2 separate regions of the Mus musculus genome follow, and region 2 is linked to region 1. The links are chromatin contacts, called in public ChIA-PET maps. All regions are on one chromosome and are shown on one strand. The core of a region is the stretch at or near the end of the contact, and the rest is flanking DNA. Distances in the headings are between cores, read along the strand shown.

Evidence for each region. ChIA-PET counts read pairs in DNA pulled down with a chosen protein or histone mark.
Region 2: a contact with region 1 is called in an RNA polymerase II ChIA-PET map of memory CD8 T cells, with 6 read pairs. The contact joins two enhancer-like sites. A contact is called at or near these places in 1 of 484 Hi-C or Micro-C datasets (cerebellar granule neurons), 5 of 115 datasets of contacts at active chromatin or transcription factors (bone marrow-derived macrophages, double positive thymocytes, embryonic midbrain and 2 more) and 1 of 9 other capture datasets (embryonic stem cells).

Annotation. Positions count from the first base shown.
Region 1 is chr17:5,004,513-5,009,895 of GRCm38.p6, forward strand. The region is part of intron 1 of Arid1b (AT rich interactive domain 1B (SWI-like)); the gene reads left to right. Among named protein-coding and RNA genes, the nearest start is that of Arid1b, 12 kb to the left of the region's middle. Within about 2 kb of position 3,094, at least 93 of the 459 cell types and tissues checked have an H3K27ac peak or open chromatin away from gene starts, as enhancers often do. A contact at or near this core is called in memory CD8 T cells, where this site is marked.
Region 2 is chr17:5,292,522-5,297,904 of GRCm38.p6, forward strand. The region is part of intron 8 of Arid1b (AT rich interactive domain 1B (SWI-like)); the gene reads left to right. Among named protein-coding and RNA genes, the nearest start is that of Gm34854, 71 kb to the left of the region's middle. Within about 2 kb of position 3,305, at least 181 of the 459 cell types and tissues checked have an H3K27ac peak or open chromatin away from gene starts, as enhancers often do. A contact at or near this core is called in memory CD8 T cells, where this site is marked.

The DNA of each region.
Region 1 (5,383 bases), core at 1,844-4,343:
TGCATGGGTGTCCCGATGGGGATGTCTGGTGATGTGGGAGGTCCTCGTGAGTGCATGTCATGGTACTGCCAGTCCTTTGCTTGGGACACAGCTCTTTCTTACACTGTCTGTTTATACTGTGAGTTGCCTGTCTGTGCCAACTCTGAACCCAGGTTCCTCTTGATTAAGTGCATTGCGTTTGCACTCTTGATCGCTGAGCCATTTCTCCAGCCCCCGTCCTTTTGTTTTGATGCTGAGAGTTAGAAAGCTAGAACAGCCAAAGCTCAGTTTTCTTTCCAATGAGTGCTAAGTGCTGTTTGGTGCCTTACACACAGAGTCAGTAAAGCTCGGGCTCCATGATTTTCCCTGGGGAAGGATTAGAAACTCCTAGGGCTTTGCAGAGGAGAAATGAAAGTGAATGAATGGCTGGACTGCTTCTCTGTTCTTGTGCAAAAGACCACGGCCGTGGAAGCTAACTGGGGGAGCTCCAGGTGGGGCAAAGCCAAGAGCCAGAGATAGAATATGGGGATGCCCAGTGCACCCCAGTACATTGTATGGTACCCCCAAACAGTACTGGGGAGCAGAGTGTCCTGCCCGAGGAGACCTTTAAAAGGTGGTTGGTAGTGTGTCTACAGTGACCCTGTCCTGATTCCTGCTGCTCCCTCTCAGGTCTCAGTTCAGTCAGGGCTCACCCTTTTAGGAACCTGAGAGCTAATCTTGGATATGATGGTGATGACGAGAAAGGGATTCTCAGGTCTTGATTGTCATTTGTATGATGCATTCTCCTAAGAAATGGCTTGCTAGCTGGGCATACCCCCGCACCTACGATGCCAACTGCTAATGTGTTCAATGTGTCTCAGCTACCTAATTGAGTTCCAGGACAACCCAAGTTACAAAGTAAGGCCCCTCAGGAACAAACAGTGAAGTTCAGCAGTGCCCTTCGATCTGGTCACTTGGTCATTTACCCTCACCTCACTGACAGCCTGAACCAGGGTTTCAGGGTAACAGGAAGGAAAGCTGCTCTGGACTTGATACCCTGGGGGAAGGTGAGAGGCCAGCCACTCAGCTTGAGGGAGGGATCTGCTCTATGCTTGTGTGTGTGTGTGTGTGTGAGAGAGAGAGAGAGAGAGAGAGAGATATGTGTGTGTGTATGTGTGAGTGACAGAGAGAGAGATGTGTGTGTGTGTGTGTGTGTGAGTGAGAGAGTGTGTGAGTGAGTGAGAGAGAGAGAGAGAGAGAGCAGGCAGGGGGCAAGAACGCTCCTGGCTGTCAGCTGAGACTTTGAAGACAAGGGCAAGAGCCAGTTAAGAGCAGGACACTGGGGATGGGATGTTTATTGTCTGTGTGACTCCAGGCAAGTCATTTCAGTCTGTGCTTCCTGGTTCAAGGAATGGGAAAGACAGGGTTTCTCTGTGTAGCCCTGGCTGTCCTGGAACTCACTCTGTAGACCAGGCTGGCCTCGAACTCAGAAATCTACCTGCCTCTGTCTCCCGAGTGCTGGGATTAAAGGTGTGCATCACCACGCCAGGCTTCTATGGGGTTTTTTGTGTGGACTTGATTAGGTACCATGGTCAACGAAAGGGACCTTTTAATAGAGTGACAAAATACAGTGTTTTCTCATCAACAAAGACCGTAACTGAATTTGGTTTCTTTCTCTTGTCGTTAATTTAACAGTCTATCAGTTTTTTTCCTTCAGAACAAATAGGTTAATATTTGAAGCTTATTTCTAATCTAAATCACCTCAGATTTTTTTCTGATATTTCTTCCTTTGCCAAGTAAAGGAAAACTGAGTTATTGAACAGTTGTAAAATGTGGGCCATAGTTTTCAAGGCTGCTACTGGGGTAGGATGGCAAGGCAAATAGATATGCAGAGAATATTTGTAGGTTGTTAAATTGTGTGTTGTTTATCATAGAGGGCTGCTCTTTGATTACTGAGGAAGTAACTCTTGGCAATTCATTAATTTGCATAGTTTGTTGGGTTTGTTGAGGGTTGATTGAGTGACTCTGAGCTCTAAATGTTGTGTTGAGAAAGAATCTTGGTAGACAACTTCCAAATTGGATCTTTTGCTTCTAATGAATTTTCGCCATGAATTAGGCAGGTTAAAATCGTAGTTGTACTGCCTACGAGTTTGCTGGCTTTGGAAATGGTCCCTAACCTCGCAGAACCAGACCTCAGATTCTGATTCTGTTGGCTGATCCAGAAGACAGAAGGGGTGGGGTGGGGGTTTGCCTAGTGCAGGAGGGGAGTTGTCCACAGCCCTTGGGCTTCCATCAGTCTGTCCTTTCACCTGGTGGGCACAGTGTGAGGCCAGGCTGTCCCTCCTCTGTGAGGAGCTCCTGGCCCGTGAGCACCTCCAGACAGCAGTATTGACTTTGATCCTGTAGGAGTTGTGTGTCTTGTGAAGTCCCTGCGATTTCCCATATGGCCATAGAGCTCCTGAAGGAAGAGAAGAAAGGAGGCATCAGAGGAGGAATATTATTAGCATGTGTGTGCTTGGACAGCTTGTAGGAGGATGGCTTTTTAGCCTACATGCTCTTGTGAGGGTTTTTATGGTTCATTGAAAAACTGATGCAAAGAGTTTGTCCTCAGCTGTTAAGATATTCGAGCGGCTAGAAGTCAGCGCGTTGACTGTCTGTGTGTCTAGCAAGTCTGTATAGAAGGGTGTTGGATGAAGAGTGCACTCCAACGTCAGGTGACTGACTCAGCAATGCCCTAAGCTTCATTTGTTTCCAACATGTGATCATTTTTAGGACTGTCAAAGGTTCATGTGAAACACTCTAGGTAGTGTGCGCTGCACCACGTGACCAAAATATTTTCCCCTGGCTGCTTCAGAGGCTGACTGTCGCTTCTCAACAATTTTACTTGTTGGGCATCCTGCCAAGACGTTTAAGACAGCCCCTTACGTGAGCCTCCGTTCTTAACCTCACACTGAAGTGCCGCGACCTTCACATATGTAGATTAGCCATGTGTTCTGTGAATTGAAACTGCCGCCTCAGGAAGAAAGCGGCTTTCTTTATTCCAGTGGGAATTTGACAGCTATTCATCCCTGACCTGGGCAGAGGTAATGCAAGGAGATTGGACTCACATGGAGCATGGACAGATAACTCAGGCGTGTGCTGGTGCGCTGGTACGGAAGACTCTCCAGGTCCTGCGGTGTGGGCACTGGCAGAAGTGTTATGCAGACACTCAGTGTCCCTGTGGAAAGGACCCTTTCCGTTGTGGGCATCTCTAATCCATGCTGAATAGCCTTTCCAAATTAAGGTTTTGTTGTTGTTGTTGTTTTGTGGGGTTTTTTTTTTTTTTTGCCTTTTTTCTCCCCCCTTCCTTTCCCCTGCCCTCTCTCATTTGTTTGTTTATTTATTATTCATTTATTTGAGACAACAATCTCACCATGCAGTACAGACTGGCTAGTCTAGAATCCACTGGCTTTCCACTGTTTCCTGAGTGCTGGGATCACACAGGCAAGTGCCTGTGTCTGGGCTTTGAAATAATTGCTGAATTTTTGTTTTTTGTTTTTTTTCCTTCCCTATAGATATTTGAAAACAAAATGCTTTTCTTTTGTCTTTTGTCTTTGTTTTGTTTTTTGTTGTTGTTAAAACAAAATGCCTTTCATACAGTGGACCATATGGGTTATGTGTATTTCATACAGGCAAGCCTTTCAAAGATACACGGTTTTGGACCTCGGGGAGGTGTGCTGTACACGTCTGAAGTGAGCTCGTATGGTTTTCCTCACTGGAGAGTTTTATATTGATGAATGCAATTAATGAGCCGTGGGTTTTTATTAGGTAAGAGTAGTTTGAAAGCGTGTCTCTCTGTCTTCTTAGTCAGTGTCTGTGGAGTCACGGCTCTGCACGGGTGGCAGCTGAGGTACTTGATGGGCTTGGCATGGTAGAGCATTCAGAAGGCACAGTTCTCATTGTGCGATTAATAGATCTGAAGTGGCACTCGAATGAGTTCTTGGCGGAAGGCGGGGGTCTGGGCGGTGTGGCGCTTGTAAGTGGCCTTGTGTGGCTCTCAGGCAGAGCCCTTCCTATGAACACTCTGCTTTATGGCATGGGTCAGAGCCTGGCTGTCCCAGTGGGTTCAGAAGGGCTCACTCCTCTGTGGGCCTGGTAGACCAAGGAGAGGAAAAGCTGCCCTTCTGACCTGAGGAGAACTTGCTTCTTTCTACTGGGGAGGGAGTGGGGGGATCATTTTTACAAACTGAGAAAAGTGGTTGTGACGACATCTGCTTTCAGAGCAGTGGGGCCCTGGTCTCCAGGTCGCTGGGCTCACGTGTGCCCAGCCTCTGTGTGTCGCTGTGGATTGGGAGCAGGGGCACACCTCCAGAATGAGGTGAACAGAGGTGGGGTGCTGGCAGTTGGCATGCAGGAGGAAGGAGGGATTGCTCCCTGTGCTGGGTGAAGTAGCAAGGTGGCTATGTAATTAAGGTCAGAGTGGCTGCATGCAGAGTGGTCGGTCCTCCCAGGGGAAGATGTACACACACCTGAGGGAGAGCAGCCGGCCAGGCGCAGAGAGAAATGTCACAGGTCACAGTGAGTCAACAGCTGAGCCTTCCATGGGTTTAAAAAAGTGTCCTGCTGAGAATGGTAAGTTATGTCATAGTCAGGAGTGATTGGTCAAACTTTTAAGAAAAAAAATCTACTTTTATTTTCTTGGCTTCTCAGATTAAAAAAGGCAGGTTTATGGAAAGACAGGAGAGTCATACAGAATAGTGTCATCATAAACCCCAGTGCTGTCTGAGTGACTGCAGCAGAGCTGTGAGGACGGCTGATGGCCTGGCGAAGCGTAGAGCGCGTCCCTCTGGTAGTCCATGTGGCCATGGGCTCTGCATGTGGATGTGCTTCTAGGATGTAGGCGTGCAGGGTGAGTTGTTTTGCATACGAAGATGGATGATGCACTGGACAGTGTCTCAGGTCTCTTCTCTTACGTACAAGGCCAGTAGCTGTGAATCCAAGACAGTAGGAAGGAGGAGATTGGCAGATCGGCGGTACGGAAGGGGCTTTGCAGAATTGTGATAAAAGTGGACTGTGGGCAGCTGGAAGGCGAAGTGCGTGTTAAAGGAGTCAGCAGAGTGCAGTATATCGTTGCATCCATTATGGGTACAGTGAGCTGCCACGAGGGTGTAAATGTCAGCCAGACAGCAAAATTCGCACAGTTTAGAAAAATCACTCAGTTGGAAAAAGGCTTGCCCTACAAACAGAAGGAAGTAGGTTTGATCCCCGGAACCTGTGTAGAAGTTAATGGCTGCCATGGTGAACTTTTGTCCTCGCGTGAGGGAGGCAGAGACAGGGAGCTCCCTGGGATTCACCAGGCAGCCAGTCTGGCTTAGTGGAAGAGCACCATGCCACCGAGGAACCCCGTTATAATAAAGAAGGTGGAGGGTTTTACTGAAGATGACAT
Region 2 (5,383 bases), core at 2,055-4,554, 290 kb after region 1:
GGATAGTCCATCCTTTCGTCTTAGCTCCAAACTTTGTCTCTGTAACTCCTTTCATGGGTATTTTGTTCCCTATTCTAATGAGGAATGAAGTATCCACCCATTGGTCTTCCCTCTTCTTGATTTTCTTGTGTTTTGCAAATTGTATCTTGTCAACCCTAATTCTTAATAACTCTTAAGTCCTTGACCTGCCACAAAATGGCATAATTTAAAAATATAAGACACAAAGATGAGCATGTTTTAGAAGGAGCAGAAGCAGGTCTGTCCTTTAAAAGGCACATTTGACACTCTGGATCGCAGTGGTACTTTCAGAAGTCAAGAAAATTCTGACTTGTCAGAGACATAAAAGCTAACTGTGCAAGCGTGTATGTGTGCACCTGTGTGTTAGTCTATGAACATACATGTATTCAAATGTGTCTGGGGGAGATATCTGTGAACATTTGTAAGTTTAGATGTTTCTGAAATGTGTGAGTTCAACTGTGTTTAAGTGTCTGGTGTGGATGACTGTGAACATGTGTGAGTTTAGATGTGTTTATGTATCTGTGAGTATTTGTGAATTTGCATGTGTTTAGGTGTATATCTGTGGATGTCTGTGAACATGCATGTGTTTACATGTCTGTGAATCTGTGGATGTCTGTGAATCTGTGGATGTCTGTGAACATGCATGTGTTTACATGTCTGTGAATCTGTGGATGTCTGTGAACATGCATGTTTACATGTCTGTGAATCTGTGGATGTCTGTGAACATGCATGTTTAGGTGTCTGTGAATCTGTGGATGTCTGTGAACATGCGTGTGTTTACATGTCTGTGAATCTGTGGATGTCTGTGAATCTGTGGATGTCTGTGAACATGCATGTGTTTACATGTCTGTGAATCTGTGGATGTCTGTGAACATGCATGTGTTTACATGTCTGTGAATCTGTGGATGTCTGTGAACATGCATGTTTACATGTCTGTGAATCTGTGGATGTCTGTGAACATGTGTGTGTTTACATGTCTGTGAATCTGTGGATGTCTGTGAACATGCATGTTTAGGTGTCTGTGAATCTGTGGATGTCTGTGAACATGTGTGTGTGTAGAGTTCCTCTGAAGCGGATGCTCCAGGAATGCAGAGCCCCCAGTCCCATTCTCTGTTCTGAACACTGGCATGTTTCCTTGGAGGAATTACATGGAGATCCGTCACTCCCTCCTTGTTCTGTCTTAGCCCTTTACATTCACTTCAGATCTCCTGACCCTGAGTGTCCAGCCCACAGCCAGCCCCGCCTGGCCACAGGGAATGTTTGAATAGACAGTCTGCTGGAGTCTGGCACAGCTGCTCCCATGTGAATGGCTGAAATGAACTGCCCATTGTTGCAATTCATAACAGCAAGTTACTTCCCTTCTGTTAAGTAGGAAGTATGTGATTGCATCTGACAAGGCCTCTGATGGCACGGAGTGGGTAATGACCTGAGCCAGCAAGGCTGGGCCCCACCTGATGAAAGTCTTGCCATGCTTCCTGAGTCCGTTTATAATAGAAATTCACGGGTTAATACATAGCCATACATTTGTTCTCTGTGTTTAATCAGCAGACCAATCCACACCTTAACCTCACATTCTCCTCCGTTCAGGTGCGGCTGCTTATGTTGATTTCATTCACCTCCAGTTAAAACTATACTGAATTGATAGGTTGAGAATAAATATGAGCATCTTACTTTTCTCTCTTTGACCCTTTCCTCCACCTCTGTTGAGTTTTGCAGAGCTCCACCCCAGGTAGCCATATGGTCCAATGCAGTGTCCTTTATCCCTGTCTGGGACCTTCTCAACTGTGTGTGGAGTAGTGCATGGTCAGGGACTCAGACCTGTGCTTCCGAACAAATCCACAGAACCTGTTCTTGTGTTTACTTTAGGACACCATATGTTAGGTCACTGCTTACCCCAGCCAGGCTGAGGCTGGCACACACCCCATGTTTTCTTCCCAGTACCTCAACTGTTGCAACTGCCAGGCTCCTGTGGTAATGAGCCTGACCAGGACTGGGCAGTAGCAGCATGCCCAGGGCTTGCTGTTGGGAGACCTGGGCATTTACGTTGAAGCTGTCATTGGAAGAGCTCTCAGCAGACCCACGTCACAGGGTCATCTTCCTATCTGTTGTATATCCATCCCATGGCAGTGGGATGGAAGCCTGCATACCTCCATCCAGGTCCTGACTGTGTCTGTCCTTCACCTGACTGCTCCTTCATGCCTGAGAAGAAAAGTAGAAACTGTTAACTGCACAGAAGCAAGGAAGTCCTCTCTGCTCTAAGCCCATCTGGTGTTGATGTTCTGTAGAGGAACCTGTACTGGGCTGCCACCCTGAAAGCCCCTGCCCAGGAGCCTGGACACGGTAGCAGTTGGGCTTGCTGCCTGGGCTGCCCAGGGCAGAGGAGAGACCTCACTGTTCTCTGAGCCTGCCTTGGAGCCAATGAGGCCTGGAATGTTTGACTAGGGGAATCCAACAAAATAATCAAGAGTTTTCTGCCTACACAGTGGTGTTTTAGTCTTGGTGTCAGTGCAGTATTACAGACAGCAAAAGTGCTGCTGTACCCTGCTGTGAAACTGTATGGTTAATAAACTGCATGTGTTACTAGGTGGGTTACTAAACAATAATATTAACAATATTGTTTGTATATATGTTCATTGGATCCTCCCACGCCAAATTCCCCGTTCTTGGTAGTAAGGGACAGTGGACCATTCCCCAGCCCTGTGAACAGTAAACCCAGCTCTGCCCTCGGCCCTGGCTGGCCTGACGCCGAGCTTTCTCACAGTCTTCTTTCCCATCACGTTGCAGACAGCAAGAGCAGAGGGTCATTTTGTCCTGGAAAGTCGTTAATTCTGTAAACATGGTCCTCCATGCGAAGCAACAAAGAATCCTCAGAGCGTGATCCTCCAAGTAAAAGAACTATGAAGTGAGACAGACAGACGCATTCCTGGGAACCTGGCTTTTCCTCTCTTGCACTTTAACATGGTTCCTTCAGGGTCAGTTCATGAGTCTAGAGGAGCAGAAAAACATGTGCCATCAGCTGCTGAGCCACAGGCTCTGTCCTTTCCCAACTCAGGAGTGCTGTTTAGACCCACAAAGCTGGTTTGCTGCGCCTTGCCAAGCCACATTAAGCAGCTGTGTAAAATGAATTTAAATGACATGCATCAGAGTAAAATCTCTTCCACTGGGGCAGAAAATCAATGTTAGCTAACCAGCCTGAGAAGATCGACTGTGCTCCAGCCAGCAACTTCCGGGAGCACTGCCTAGAAGGCTGCACCTCCTCCTTAATTAGAATTGAGAGGAGGAGCAAAGCTGGGGCAACTGTGACTGTCTGCACCTGGCAAAGCCCCCGCGCATGCGCGCGGTGCCCTGCCTGTCCACCTGCTGCCTGGGAAGTTACCGTTCATGTTTACAGTATATCCTTTCTGAAAAAGAAAGAAACCCAAGTATAGTTCCTATTTCAGGCGCCCTCTGTCCCACTTTGCAGCAGACTGGCCTCCTGTGCCTGCTGGCAGAGTGCAGGCTGGGCTGTGGGAACCCAGGGTTTACACGGCTCTGTTCCTGTGGCCGAGAGCCCTGCCCAGTGCACCATAGCTGTCCGTGCTGGAGCTCAGAGCGTCTTACTCTCTCTGCTTGTTTGGTCATCCACCCCCATGGATGGATGTCAGGTGAAACCAGTTTAGGGCATGCATTTCTTTTGAGGGGAGGGAGTGAACACTTAGCCTTTGGGGCGCCAGCGTTTGTTTTAATGTTCGCTTCATCACTCCCAAAGAGCCTGGAACCTGAAAAAGAATTACAAAAGGACAAATTATTGATGAAGGTTGGAAGTGTGTGTCTAATTCAGCTAAGTAGCTAACAAAGAGGAAGGATTGTGTATGGCTGTTATGATGTGGACATTCACAAGTTGATTGTAAAATACAGAAGAAAATAGCAGTTTAGCTGTTTGAAAAGGGGTTTCATTGATATCATTTTAGGGTGATTTGTAAGTGTATAATCCACTTGCAACACGAAATAAGCTACAAATATATAGGTTGTTTCTGTTGTTGATCTTTTGGATGAAGGAGAAGATCAGTAATAGAAAGTGGTATGGATCCGTTATGTTAAGCACATGATGGTACCCAAGCATTCAAAGCTAATGACGTACAAGGAGTGGTTGTACTCAGAAAGGGCCTCACTGTGCATTGTTTTAAAGTGTCGATAGTTCGTGTGAAGGTATTCTCAAGAGTGCATCATCCGAGTAGAGTCTGCCAGAAGCTTGGGAAGACCTTGGCCCCTGCTTCCTGAAGAGGCTTTGCTGTGAATCCTCGACACCTCCATAGCTTATAGGATGTTTGCAGTGACCAAGTCTATTATCTGTAACCTTGACAGCACGTGCAGTCATGTGAGAGAGCTTTCCTCAGCCCTACAATGTGCCCTGCCTCATTCCTTCATTCTAGGAAGAACTTGTGGTTCTAAACAGTTAGCCTCTTTGCCAAATACAGTAGTTGGTACATGGAGCTGGGTCCTTAAGAATTGCCTAGATGTGTCTTTCTTAGAAGGTCTTCCAAGCAAGAGCCATGACTTTACAAAAGACTGACAAATTCCTGGGTCTCGTGAAGCCAGGATGGTTGGAAGGAACTCCATCCCTCAATGACAGTCCCCAACCCCCAGCACAGTATAAACGTTGCCAGCTTCTTAAGATGATGTCCCAGGTCTGCTGTTGTCTGAGAGATCGTCAGTCTGTTCTCATTGTGTTGGCTCCCAAAAGAGCAGAGCTTCAATTACAGGCTCAGAATCTGGAGCAAGAAGGTTTTTGGACACTGTTTAGTCTCTGCCCTTTATTTTATGCTGGAAGGTGCTGATATTACTGGGGTCACTAGAGGTCATTGAAGTAGTGGCAAGGCATAGCAGATGCAAGGGCTGTCTGTCTTGTTCCGTGCAGTGCTGTCCCTAAACTTGGTGAAGGGGTGAACTCTTGCTTTGCATACGCGTTATCCTATAAAAGCTATTCTGCTACTAGAAAATGAACCTGGCTATGTGTCTGAGCAAGGCCATTCTCTCTGCAGAGGGCTGAGCTCCAGCGGCTTGTGCTAAAGAGGATCTGGGCTGTGCACTGGCCCGGGGCCTGGAGCCTGGGCAGCTTGGGACCTTGTTGCAGGGCAGGAGTAGGCCCTTACTGGCACAGATGGGTTGGATTCCAGTCTGTTTCACCCTGTGGTTGCCCATGCTGGGGCCGCTTCTGCCATCATTAAAACGGAGGGAGAAGCAGCTGTGGGGTGCAGGCCACATGCTGGACTTTGTCTGCTGTCCCTGGAGGAGTCACCATGGTCTCAACAAGCATCAGGGGGAGGAGACTCTCAGACTTAGTTTTTAAAAATAAATGAATGCTAGAATCAGTCAGTTAGAAGCC